Regions from separate parts of the Cricetulus griseus genome. Here region 2 is linked to region 1. Evidence: chromatin contacts called from public Hi-C data. All regions are on one chromosome and are shown on one strand. The core of a region is the stretch at or near the end of the contact, and the rest is flanking DNA. Distances in the headings are between cores, read along the strand shown. Region 1 has its middle 580 kb from the start of Btbd3. Region 2 overlaps Slx4ip (protein SLX4IP).

Region 1 (6,533 bases), core at 89-2,588:
ACATATACACCACATACCAAAAATGAAAAAGAAACAAAAAGGTGAGTACAAACACACACAGAAGAAAGCTCTTGTGGAGACATAGAGGAAGAAAGCCATCTCTAAGGAAGAAGAGAAGCCTCACAAGAATCCAGGATTCTGACATTTGAACTCAGACTTTTGATTCCCAGAATCACAAGAACAGACATTTCTCTAATTTAAGTCGAGTTTGCCTATAGCACTTTTCAAAGAAGCCTTAGCAAATTAGCATATTGAATCTGGACTTTCCTCTAGATTTGATTCCATGTATAACATAAATTTTATATTAATGAATTTGTATGGCACATATCAAAATTGTAAATATTTCCCATTTTGAAGTCTTTGAGCACACCACTGTGAAAACAAACTCAACAGGATGCTATTAGGAAATGAGACCTTTTGAAGCACTGTAGCAAGAATCACTGGATCTTACCAATCCACCTATGTGAGTTAAAGGGCCAAGTAGATACATCTTCTGTCTACTGCCACAATGGCAAGCTATGAGAAATCTTAGCAGATAAACTACAACCTGCTTTTGTTTTTTTCTTATAAAGCTAGAGATCAAGAGATTAATTCTCTTGTTTTGGAGACAGTTTGGCTTGTTCTGCTGACTCATCTCTCTGTAGTTTAAGGGTAAATCAGCTGCAGTCTGGCTGGGCTAGGCTGTCCTTGGCCTTGACTTCGTTCTAACAGACATACAATCTTTTCTGAAAAACATGTGGGTCAAAGGAAGGCAAACCCAGACTTCAGAAGTGGAGAGAATCCAAGTCTTAACTGGGGTAGCTATAAAATCACATTACAAAGGTTAAGGACACAAGAAATAGTAAGTAAGTAAATAAATAAATAAATCATCATTGGGGATTACATTTGCAGTCAAGTAAAGATAGATTCCCTCCCCAAAGTAGAAATTTGAACCACAGTAACAGTTAAAAGAAAACACCCACCCAAATGCTATGCTCCACTCAGAATAAAAACTCCCCCAAATTAAAGACACAAAGGGATGAGAGGATCTTGAGGAAGATGCTGAAGACAAGACCATTTGACCTAACTTTTCTGACAAGTGGAAGGAAGGAAGGAAGGAAAGAAGGAAGGAAGGAAGGAGGGAGGGAGGGAGGGAGGGAGGGAGAGAGAGAGAGAGAGAGAGAGAGATAGAGAGAGAGAGAGAGAGAGAGAGAGAGAGAGAAAGAAAGAAAGAAAGAAAGAAAGAAAGAAAGAAAGAAAGAAAGAAAGAAAGAAAGAAAGACAGACACCATCACTGTACTGACCCTGGGCCCTGGGTTCAGCTGGCTTCTACTATGAGTCACAGCTGACTGAGGGGTGGGGGTGGAGCATGAGTCAGTGCCTAAAACAAAGATAGAGCTTGATGGGGGTGGACCAGGAGTAGGACCAAAGGCTCAGCAAGTTCAGGCATTATCTCAGTATTTGGGTGATTTTATTTTCCCCTGCATCCGGAGGAGTTGGGCAGAGAGCTTCCTTCTGACACCCATAGGAAGAGACTACACTCAGATAGGACCCTCCAAAGGAGGGGTGGTTGATTTCAGAGGTGTTTGTAGTCCTACTTGAAATTTTGCCTTCAGCTCCTCTCCCATCATCTGTAGGCCAGCTAACAGACCATATCACCCTGCCATTGTGTAGCACCCCAGAAGCCAGTTACTCAGTCAGTTTGAAAAGTTAATATTTAGAAAGCCTAATGGCTCCATATGATTTCCTGTAAGAAAGAAATAATAAGCCAATGTTATCTATTGACCCACTCTCCCATATATTTGCATTAACAGCCCAGGTTTTTGTTTTGTTTTGTTTAATATGTTTTTTCATTCCCTGTACAGTAACAGTTCAAATCAATGCTAAGTTTTTTTTGTTTTTGTTTTTGTTTTTTTTTTTCTACTTTTTGCTTTTTAGGCGTTCTTTTATCTCAGACTACATAGCAAACTGCCACAAAAACATAAATATTTATGTGTGAGGCTCAAATAATCAGTACATCTCCAACTGAAATAAAGAACTGGTGAAAATTCTATTACCCTAAAACATATTAGGAAATAGAACTTAATCTTTGCCAAATAAGGTGCCTATTGGCCTTAAGATGCTGAACTAGAAAATGACTGTCTTAGAAACAAAGGCAAAACATGGTTGGCTCTCACTCAACCTGGCCACTAACATCCTTAATTACAGGACATGGCATCATTTTGATTCACAGCAGAATAAAAGGCATCTATTTGTGTATTTGGAAGTTTGACTGAGGATTTCCTGATTTCCTGATGAAGTCATTTCTGCCTTACAACAACCCTGCTTGTACACCAGAGTTAAAACCAGGTCACAATTTCCATGCAAGTGTGTGTACACAGTTACACACACACTTCATTTAGTGGCCAAATTAAGACTCTTACATACATAATTTTCTCTTAGATGAATGCTGGCAACAAATCAACTTGCTCAGGTCCTCTTATTCTTCTTGGTGTGTTAAGCCTGGGCCATTTCCCAACAGCAACCCCTAGGAAGTTAAGGAGAGTTTTATCCACAGTAGTTGCTTTGATAGGCTCCCTAAAAATAAACCCTAAAAGAGTTTTATGCTCTCTTGAGTCACTTTGCCTATCCCATATATGTGTCTCTTACACCACACCCCCAGAGAATACAACAGTCTACCATAGAGTCATTGTCTTACACACTGCATTTGGAGATCCTAGTGTTATCCGTCACCAACTCCGACCTTATCTATCTATCCATGCAACCCTTTAATTCTTTGGCCTTCTCTTTGGTTGTTTCTTTTTATGTTGTCACTGTCTGTGGCCTCTGAGCTATTTTTTAATCTGTTCTTGGTTTGTCTATGGCAGTATGATCTCTAATGCTGTGTCATTATCATCAGGTGCCCAGCATACAAGACAAAAGGTGATTATTTGATGTTTATTGGACTAGCTATAGAAATAGATAAATAGATGGATATCCATAATATCCATAAAGTGTACGGAAAAACTCAATAAAACCTATCAAATAAGTATTCTAAACTAGCTCTTTAGACAAACTCCAGATTAAAAACATAGTCTGTATTTCTTCTTAGCAGCCTATTTATTCTTAAACAACTGACTCTGCACTCCCCATAGACAATTTTCCTAATTATTTTTTCTTTTTGGTTATCTAACCTCGGAATGTCTAAAATATGAGGTAGGATGATTGATTAATTAACTAACAAGCAACAGAATGTGTTCCTTAATCTGACTATACCCATTCATTCATGTAACTGATATTGAGAACCTGCTACATGACAAGCATTATAGTCCATGCCACAGATATCAGTGAAAATATTCATGATCTCATAGGGCTTATATTTTGTCAGTTCACACATACAATGAAATGTGAATATAATAATTAAGTATATCATTCAGTATATTAGTTGGTTATGCTAGAGAATTCAGGAGAGGCTTCATTGAGAAGTTAATTTCTGAACAGTGCTGAATTAGTGAGGATAAAGTAAAATACTATTCAATGAATCCATTCAAAGTGTACCTTTTGGTGAATTTTCAGATTCACAGTGATGTAGGCACCACTATATGCAAAAACAATCTCTGTATCTCTTCTCTCCCACCTCTCTGCCCACTTCCCAGGAAAGCCATTAATCTGCATCTGTCTCTGTTGCTTTGGCTGCTCTGGATTATGGAGACGTTGAAGTTTATTCCTCGGATTTATTTAAATTTTTATTTTATGTGCATGAGTATTTTGCCTGCATGGATGTATGTGTACCTCAGTATATTGGTGTCTGATGGGTCAGAAGAGGGCATTTGATGCCTTGTGACTGGAGTTAGAGATAGTTGTGAGCTACCATGTGGGTTCTAGGAATTAAACTCTTTTCCTCTGGAAGAATAATAAGTGTTCTTAACTACTGAACCACCTCTCCAACTGTAATTATGGAGACTGGCTTTGTCACAAGTTTTCAAGATTGATCCATGCTGTAGTATTGCCGCTTCATTTACTAGAATTACATCTGCATTACTGTCTATAGTTAAAGAGCTTTTCATGCATGTATGAATTACCATTTACTTTTTAAATTTTATTCATTTAATTTAGAAACAATCTTATTTTATACTGAGATTGATATGTAAAATGCAATTTACTTCTTCAGCTATCAATTGGCAGATATTTTTACCTGCCACAAAAAAAAACACTGCTGTGTACATTTATGGGCAAGTTTTTCTGTGGGATTATGTTTGTATTTCTACTGAATATTTATCTAGAACTAGACTACATTAACTCTTAAATTGTAAAGGACCACTAATATTTCTGAGATTAGATGCTAAATATTAACTCTCCACTCTGATTTGGTGAATTAATAAGAACTATGAAACCAAGTTTAAGAATTACTTAGGAAACAATTATGCCTTGGAGACTGGATAATTTTTGTGTAGAACTGCAATATGTTGGAAAAAGTCACGTTTTAAGTACATAGAAGTGGTGTGTGTGTGTGTGTGTGTGTGTGTGTGTGTGTGTGTGTGTGTGTGTGTGTGTATGTGTTCCACTATGAAACTTAAGTTAAATAAAGGAAATGAGAATGGAGACACACAGTTTTCTTGACCGCTGAAGCACATTGTTTGGTCAAGTAACTTTATCCCAGATCAGGCTTCGTTTCCAGATCCAAGTGGCAGCACTAATACTGCCCCAGCTACATGGATAGATAGGCTAAGGCCACCTTTGGAAACAGCAAGGCCCCAATGGGAAAATATATATCAAGTCATAAATCCTAATGAATCCCTTTAGTGACTGCCGGAGTAAAATATGTAGGTCAATGAGGCTTTGGGGACTTACAATGAAGCAGAGACACAAAATTACAAAAGGTGAAAGCCAAGGACTTTAGACCTTGTTCCTAAAGTTTAAAGTAATTTTCCTAGGAGGACACATGTGCAACTCCCTCCTAAACATACAACTCTTTCTACCACAAAACTGCCTTATTTTTTTCTCTCTTTCTCTCTTGCCTTATTTTTTTCTCTCTTTCTCTCTTTTGGTCCTCGTAGGATTTCCCATACGATGGAGTGTTCACAGAGAGGGTGGATTGACCCAGAGTGTTGGGAACTGAGGAGGTGAGGCGATGTTGGCCACAAAGTCTGACTGTCCTGTTTTGTGGGCTTGCGTCAACTCAAGTGTACATTCAGTGAGAGCTCTGTGGTTGGCAAGCTCTCATACCATCCACTCGGGTCTGACTCAGGCTGAGGAGTGGCCCTGCTCTGCTCAGAGGCAGCAGTGCCCAGTCCCTGCTCAGCCAAGTGGAAGCTGAGAGAGAGAGAGAGTAGTTGTTGGTCTCAGAGCAAGGAGGAGGAGCTCTGGGGGAGGCCTGTGACCTGCTTGGGACAGCTAGTGCTGACTAGTCCCAGAGAAACTGTTTACCCAACAAAACCTGAGGCCCATTACTCTCTCATCTCCGCCACTCATACCCCCTGCTGGGATGCATTTCTAGAGACACACAGTCTGTGAGAATACACAGAGAAGCTTCTCACAGGCCACCTGCAGAAGCATAGCTTGTGCAGTTTTCACCTTGCTTGGAGACTTTCCACCATTTTCTTTTCAGTCTGACTTATAGCAAAAGCCAAAGAGACAAAGCTGTGGGTCACATACTCTCCATATGGACAAACATTCCTGCACCATTCTAAATAAAGCAGAATACAGTGGGATTGGCAGCCCACACCTGCAATCCCAGCATTTGAGAGGTAAAGGCAGGATATAAGGAGCTTAAGGTTATCCTTGGCTACATCTTGAGTTCAAGGCCAGCCTGGGCTACAGGAGCCTCTGCCTCAAAATCAATAAATAGTGGGGCATCACTCAGGTCACATCTCCATTGAAACTGTCTTTTTCACCAACAATAATGGAGGAGGAGAAATGGGTAACTTTCAACAGATTTTTTTACCTTTTCTGTTTTGTTCCTCTGTGGACTAAATGCCACAGTATTTTTAAACTGAATAAGATCATACATGTGGTTCAAATGATCATCTCATTTTCTAAAATGAATGAAAGTGACATGAACCAGGTCACAGAGGTAATAAATGAACAACTGAGCTTCACTTGGAAACCTAGTTTCCCAAGTCAGTATTCCCTTCCTCACACCACAGTCAGCCAAGACGTCAGGTCAAAGGCTCCTCAGAAAATATTTGCACCAGGTTTCCAAGGCTGCCTCATTCTTGCTGTAGTGTTCTCACCCTACTTCTTGCCAGATCATGAGGTAGCTAAGAACTACAATGACCACATTCTGTAGTTAAATCTGATGAGTTTCTTTTTAGGTTTGCTTGAGTCATTGGTATAACATTGGAGAAGAAAGGCTTTCCGTGCAGGGGTATGCACAGAGATGGGTAACATCCTAATATCACAAAAACAGCTATAAAGAGGATCAAAAACAGTGGCTCTTAGTGGCACTTATGCAGTCACCAAAGGTGTGGTTCTGCACAATGATCAATTGGTTTCCAAATAAAAACCCCAGAGTAGTAAAATTCACTGATTTTTGTGATGTGTATGCTTCTTCTGTGACTTTATCAGTATCAGAA
Region 2 (6,386 bases), core at 2,235-4,734, 760 kb after region 1:
GGACCAAGCAGAACAGAAACGTTCGTCAACACATTATCTCCTATGTGTTATGGATCCAATGACAATAAAAAAATAAGCAGAAAAGATGAGGAGATGGCCAGGTGGTGGTGGCTCATGCCTTTAATCCCAGCACTCGGGAGGCAGAGGCAGGCAGATCTCTGTGAGTTCAAGGCTAGTCCGGTCTACAGAGTGAGTTCCAGGACAGCCAGCATTACACAGAGAAACCCTGTCTGGGGGAAGGGGTTAGTTGAGGAGATGAACTAGTAAATAACCACCATCCTAAAAACTCTCAGCAAGACTTCTCAATCTGGAAAACAAAAAAAAAGTCCACTGGACAAGCATGGATTCTCAGAAACTTTTGCTCTGAGCTAAGTATGGCAGTAAACACATGATCATGATTTCAGCATCCAGAATGCAGAGGCAAGAGGATGCTGCAAATTCTTGGCCATGTCATAGAGTAAAACCCTGTTTCTTAAAAAAATAATGGCTTTAGACTGGGGTATAGCCCAGTAGTTAGGGTATGTGTTCAGCATACATGAGGCTCTGAGTTTCTTCCTGTTTTTCTGAGGATTATGTCTGTTGGTTTGGGCTTTGGTGTTTTTGTTTTGAGACTGAATCCTGCGATGCAGCACAGGCTGCCATGAACTCCAGACATCCTGCTTAAGCCTGCTTGGTCCTAGGATGGCAGACATTAGCTGCTGGAAAGACTCTTGGTTTAAAATTCTGTACTACAATAATAAACAAATAATAACAGCTTTATTAGCATACATTTGTATATCACAAATTTTCTATTTCACAGGTTTTAGTAAATGTATACAGTTGTATGGCACTCTCCATAATCTAATTTAAAACTACTTCCATCATTCCCAATCTATGCACCTATCTTGCTAATCATTTTTCTTTCTTCTATGAACTGTGGAAAATGGCTATTTGGGAAGCAGAATTAACTATGGGAGCAGAAAGGGTGTCCAGTCTAGGCTGGCCCTGCCATCCCCAACAAGAAGCACACTCTGAACTGGAGTTCCACCACAACCTTGTGAGTGTAGGATCCCGACATAATGGTGGATAACTATCTCAACTCAACTGAACTTTCCCTGCAGAGGCCATCCTCTGCAGCTTTAGAAAAGATAAGCCAAATGTTCAGCCCTCAGAGAGCTTTAAGGAAAATCAAGTCAGCATCAAATACTGGGGGAAAGAATATAAACATTCATTTACACTACACTGAGACAAACAGGATGTGTGAAAGAACCACACAAAACCAAGATTAAGGTTCACAGCCCAGCTTTCATCCTGCTTCCATCAAAAGCACAACACAAAAAGAGAAACAAGCATGCAGAAGGCATGTGCCCAGCCCCCAAGAGAATACAATAAAGAAACAGGAATGCCAGATTCTACAAAGAAGGCTGGGGGCCCAGAACTGACCTTTGACCACCTCAGTCCCCAGTGTATCTCTTTCCCTAAAGTGCTTTTCTAAAGAGCATTGGGCAATGAAAAGAGGAGTCAGGGGATCCAGGTTCCCTTTTTGAATTACACCTGCCCTCCTACTTCCTAAAATAATGTACTTTAGGATGGTTGGTAAAGGCAGTGTGGTTAGCACATGGTTTTAAATTATAAAACACCATAACAGAAGTAGTTGTCTTATTACTAGGTGAGGATGATTATAAGTCAGTACCTTTGAACAAGATTTCAGATAGTAGTGTAAATCTCCATAAGTGCATGGCTTTGCATCAGAAAATTAGTCTGTACTGACAAGAGCAGGTGACTCCTGTGGAGACTGGTCAACAATATGCTGTAGTTCCAGTGTTGTGAGAGTGAAGTCAGGTGACATGAAAGCATCCAGTTTAGTAAGTGGTTGGTTAGAGTGGGCTGCCTTCTTTTGCTTTCACAAAGGCTTTTAAATGAAAGTTTGTAACAAGAAAACACTATACACCTGTAATCCCAGCACTTGGGAGGTGAAGTCAGGAGGATCAGAAGTTCAAGGCCTGTCTCAGACTCTGCCTCAAAACAAACAAACAAACAAACAAACAAACAAACAAACCAAATGTGAAAAGAAATTTAAGACACTAGAACTCGAATTTTAAACTGCCGAAATAAGATGCCAACGAAGATGAAGAGGAACCTAAATAATCTTAAAACTAGTTCATTTCTAGATGATATTTTTAATTTGTTTACTGTGAAGGTTTGCTTAGAAAGTACTAATTACGAAGTACACTGTTTTGGTTCGAATAGGAAATACCACTTATAGCAGTGGTTCTCAACTTTCCCAACGCTGTGACCCTTTAATACAGTTCCTCATGTTGTGGTGACCCTCAACCATAGAATTTTTCTCATTGCTACTTAATAACTGTAGTTTTGTTGCTGTTATGAATCATAATGCAAATATTTTCAGAGATGGGGTTTGTCAAAGGGGTCACAACTCATAGGTTGAGAACCATTATCCTATAGACATATGGATTAAAGGATTGATTCTCAACTACTGGTGTGACTTTACAAGGCACAGGACAATTTAGGAGGCAGGACCTCACTGGAGCAAGTAAGTTACAGGAGCAAGACCTCAGGAGCTAGATCTGGCCCTGTCAGTCTACCTGTGTCTATCCCTGTGCTGGCTTCTGTGGCTATGTTTCTTTCTTCCACTATCTCTGTACACACACACACACACACACACACACACACGCACGCACGCACGCACGCACGCAGTGTGCACATGCATATAGGTTTTGTCTGTTTTCTGCAATCCTAGAGATGGAATCCAGGACTCTGGCATGTTAGGCAAGTGCTGAGATCTAACCGTAGCCCTTACATTTTTAGTAATATTCCTTAGGATTTAAACTGAAGACTGAAGGAAGTGAAGGAAGGAGATAAGACATTTTTGGTCATAGAGAAAAACTGCTACTGGTACAGAGATGTGAAAAAAAATTCAGATTAAACACATGAGTGTTAATGTTCTGTGGTAGTTTTTTTTTTTTTTTTTTTTTTTTTATCGGCATTCAGACTGAATAACCCTCAATTTAAAATCCCCCACAATGTTGAAAATGGATGATGGATACATTAATGTTCATCAGATTCCTCCCCTTTTGTGAAATTTCCCATAAAAGGTTTTCTTTAAAATCTACACATACATACCCTTCCCATGATCCCTGCTGTGCAAGGCTGATTAATGTAAATTTTGCAGAACACACCCTTCTATGGATAATTTTAACTTTCCCTAAAAATAAACATTCTAGTCACCAACCCAAGGGGGGGCAGTGGCTCAGGAATGCCATGTCATGGCAGATGGAGACTCAGTCATTGTGGGAAGTGAAAGCAATGCAAGGAGCATCGGAGCTGATACAGCAGCAACTGATTCCTTGGGCCACCCTTGCAAACAGCAAGCATTTCATCAACTGCTGGCTATGCTGCTGAGCAGCTGGTGGCAAACAGCACTCATCAGTGATGATTAAAAACACTAAAGCGACAGCACAGAGTCAGTTGCTTCATGTGTTGGAGGAAGTATACATGGAGTGCTGAGTCAGAAACAAATATGCAGACTCATAGATGACTAATGACTCCCTGAGATGCATTCAGGGCTTCAAAATTAAAGATTTCAGAACAGATTCACGCTACTGAAGACTGGGTATCCCCTCCTGACACATAATGTCCCCTGTGGAGTAGACACCCAGAAATTTTACCAGAATGACATGGTATGTTCTTTACTACTTTTCTGCAACAGTATGTTTAATCACCAGAATACAGTGAGGGTTGTGAACAACACAAACATGCCTCAACTTTCACACCAATAATAAAACCAGTTGTAAACTGCATAGAAAGCAACCATGATTGTCCTTAGCCCAGGAACCCAGAGAAATGTTCAAAGATCAGCTTTATTGCAGCTATCTCTTAAATGTCACTGAAGCCCCTCCACAAACACTCATTATTATGATCTGTAAGAGTGTAAGTGCATGGGATTGCCAAGAAATAAACAAAACAACAAAAACCCAGCAAATTTTACAGGCCTCTAACCAAGAGTTAGTACTGTGTAACTTCTGGAGGAATCCGGCCTTGTTTTTGGACACCTGCCATGCCTGAGAGTGGGCAACAGACAGTGTACTAAGAGACACTGCCCTGGAACCACAGTTGAGGCAGCAAATCTCCATACCTGTTCAACTAGCTTCCAGACACTTGGCAGAAGCACAGCACTCTTGCAGGATATGTTGCTTGGGGAATGGGTCACTGTGTCCTCCAAAGTGCACTGAGGAGTAGATAGAGACCAGCAGAGAGAGAGTGACATGGAAATGCAGGGACCATAATCCTTCTCCAAGACAGGCCCACAGTGGAGCAGCATGGGAATGGCTGCTCCCAGACCTTCACAAAGCTCAACATTACTTTGTCAATTCCCTCTGAGTCACTCACACTCCCAAGTCATAAATAAAATACCCTTTCCCGGTTCCATTTAAATTTGTGAGGATTTGCTACTTCCTTCAGAAGAGCCTCAACTAACCATTACCAAAGGCCAATGCACTTTTTATTGTCTCTTAGACATTAAGTTCTCTGGGTAACTTTTGAATTTCTTGACCAGCTCTGCAGAGACTCTCATCTCATCCCTGAAAAAGCAAGAGGGAGGAGACTATCCAATATGCTCACATTGCCCCTCTTCAGAGGAGTTAGCCTGTGCAGGACCCCTGGATACTCCACCAGCAGCAGCTAAGCCACTCAAGCTGAGGGACGACAAGAATCCCGCTCAAGGCCTTCAAAGAAGGCAGCACTTCCATGGAAGATGCAGCAACTCCTGGTGGGAGGGCTCTGCCTCTGTATCCTATCCTCCATGTGAACAGTTAGCTTCCCAGGAGCCACTCCACTCTTGTCCAAAGACAGTGAAAGGCATGAGGGTGAGGGGAGGACTCCCATGGAGCATAGCAGGAAAGATAAGCTTTCCCACAGTGGACATACCTAAACCCACAACTTCCTGGAGGAAAGCAAAGGCAAAGGTGGTGATGCCTCAAGGCAGGTGCTAACAAGAAGCCAAAGCAAGTCAGGGCAAGGGCTCAGCAGCAAGTGTCATCTCAAAAAGCACCGGCTGCCTCTGAATCAGCAGGTCCCAAACACGGGCTAAACCGCTTCTTACCTTGAGAACTGGGCTTAAAGAAGAAGCAAAGAAACCAGCCAGCAAAGGTGGAAAAGCCCAGGCTGGCTCAGGCACAGCAGCTGGGCCTAGATCTAGGACCCAGCTGGCCTTCCTTTTGGGGTTAACCATGATCCTATTTAACCACAAAAGAAAAGAGAAAACACTACATGGAGAAGAGCAACTGTGCTTGAACTGAAGAAGCAGGGGTCTGGAAAGGACTCTTCAAAACAAAGTCAGACTTCAGGCATTGTCTGAGGGGACTCATAAAATGACGCTGGCGATTCTAGCAAACATGAAGGCTTTGTGCATAAGTACATCACTGAAGCTTAAGAACAGCACCTTCAGAATTTTGGGCCTTTCTAAGAAACACCTGCAAACATTGCTTACATGGGTCTTCAAAACTAATCAGGACTTGGTGAAAGGAATTTCAAAATGAGCAACTTCATGAAATACCCAGCCAGAAAAATATGAATCACAATGGTTAATATTATAGTGATAACTGTTACAGCCAATGCCTGATATTTAACTAAGATGGTTACCCAGCAGTGTGCTAAACATCATTTTACTTAACCCTCACATCAACAGATGACAAAAGAACCACACTTAGAGAAGGAGGTATTGATGGAGCTGCTCCAGGGAACACACTGAGCATTAGTGCTTCAGAAACTACACTCTTTTTCCTCCAACCCTGCTTCTTTGCCAAGCTTCCTAACTCAGGTGGTTCTAACCAAGTAACATCAGACCAGAAGGACAGGGCCCCAGTCTAGGTCATCAGGCCTGATCCACAGGCTAAGCACTATCACTGCCCAAGTAACTAAACCAAATGCTGGCCATCCCATACAAATTTTGCTTTTTTTTCCCCAATAGTTATTTGAAATACCACATAACTCAGACGATCACACACCAAAATGCATTTTCAAACCTGCACTTAATTTTAAGCCTATTTTAAAAATGTAGTTACACCATTTTAGGGATAATTTCTAACAGTGTAACTTGTTTGTCTCGTTTGAGTTCCTTATCTCAAAAGTAACATATGCTGGTGTATGTGAAACATGATTAAATACCCAAACATCTTTATATTCAACAACAATGCCAGAAACTTCAATCTGGGTTTTAGGAAAAAAAGAAAACTGTGTAATTAACCCTATTTATGAGTTATTATTAATGCTCATTTAATTAACTCTAATACTTAAAGATTTCTTTTTATTTTTAATTGTGGGGAGGACAGACAGATGTAGACAAGCACTAGCTCACATGTGAGTATATATGCCCCTGAATTCAGAAG

The links. A called contact is a pair of places that touch in the nucleus more often than the background predicts.
Region 2: a contact with region 1 is called in a Hi-C map of the CHO-K1 cell line, with 4 times the contacts expected there. The contact joins two enhancer-like sites. A contact is called at or near these places in 2 of 8 Hi-C or Micro-C datasets (the CHK-Q cell line and the CHO-K1 cell line).

Annotation. Positions count from the first base shown.
Region 1 is chr6:40,971,778-40,978,310 of CriGri-PICRH-1.0, forward strand. No RefSeq gene overlaps it. Among named protein-coding and RNA genes, the nearest start is that of Btbd3, 580 kb to the left of the region's middle. Within about 2 kb of position 1,339, at least 1 of the 6 cell types and tissues checked has open chromatin away from gene starts, as enhancers often do. A contact at or near this core is called in the CHO-K1 cell line, where this site is marked.
Region 2 is chr6:41,733,252-41,739,637 of CriGri-PICRH-1.0, forward strand. All of the region lies in intron 2 of Slx4ip (protein SLX4IP), which reads right to left. Among named protein-coding and RNA genes, the nearest start is that of Slx4ip, 45 kb to the right of the region's middle. Within about 2 kb of position 3,485, at least 2 of the 6 cell types and tissues checked have open chromatin away from gene starts, as enhancers often do. A contact at or near this core is called in the CHO-K1 cell line, where this site is marked.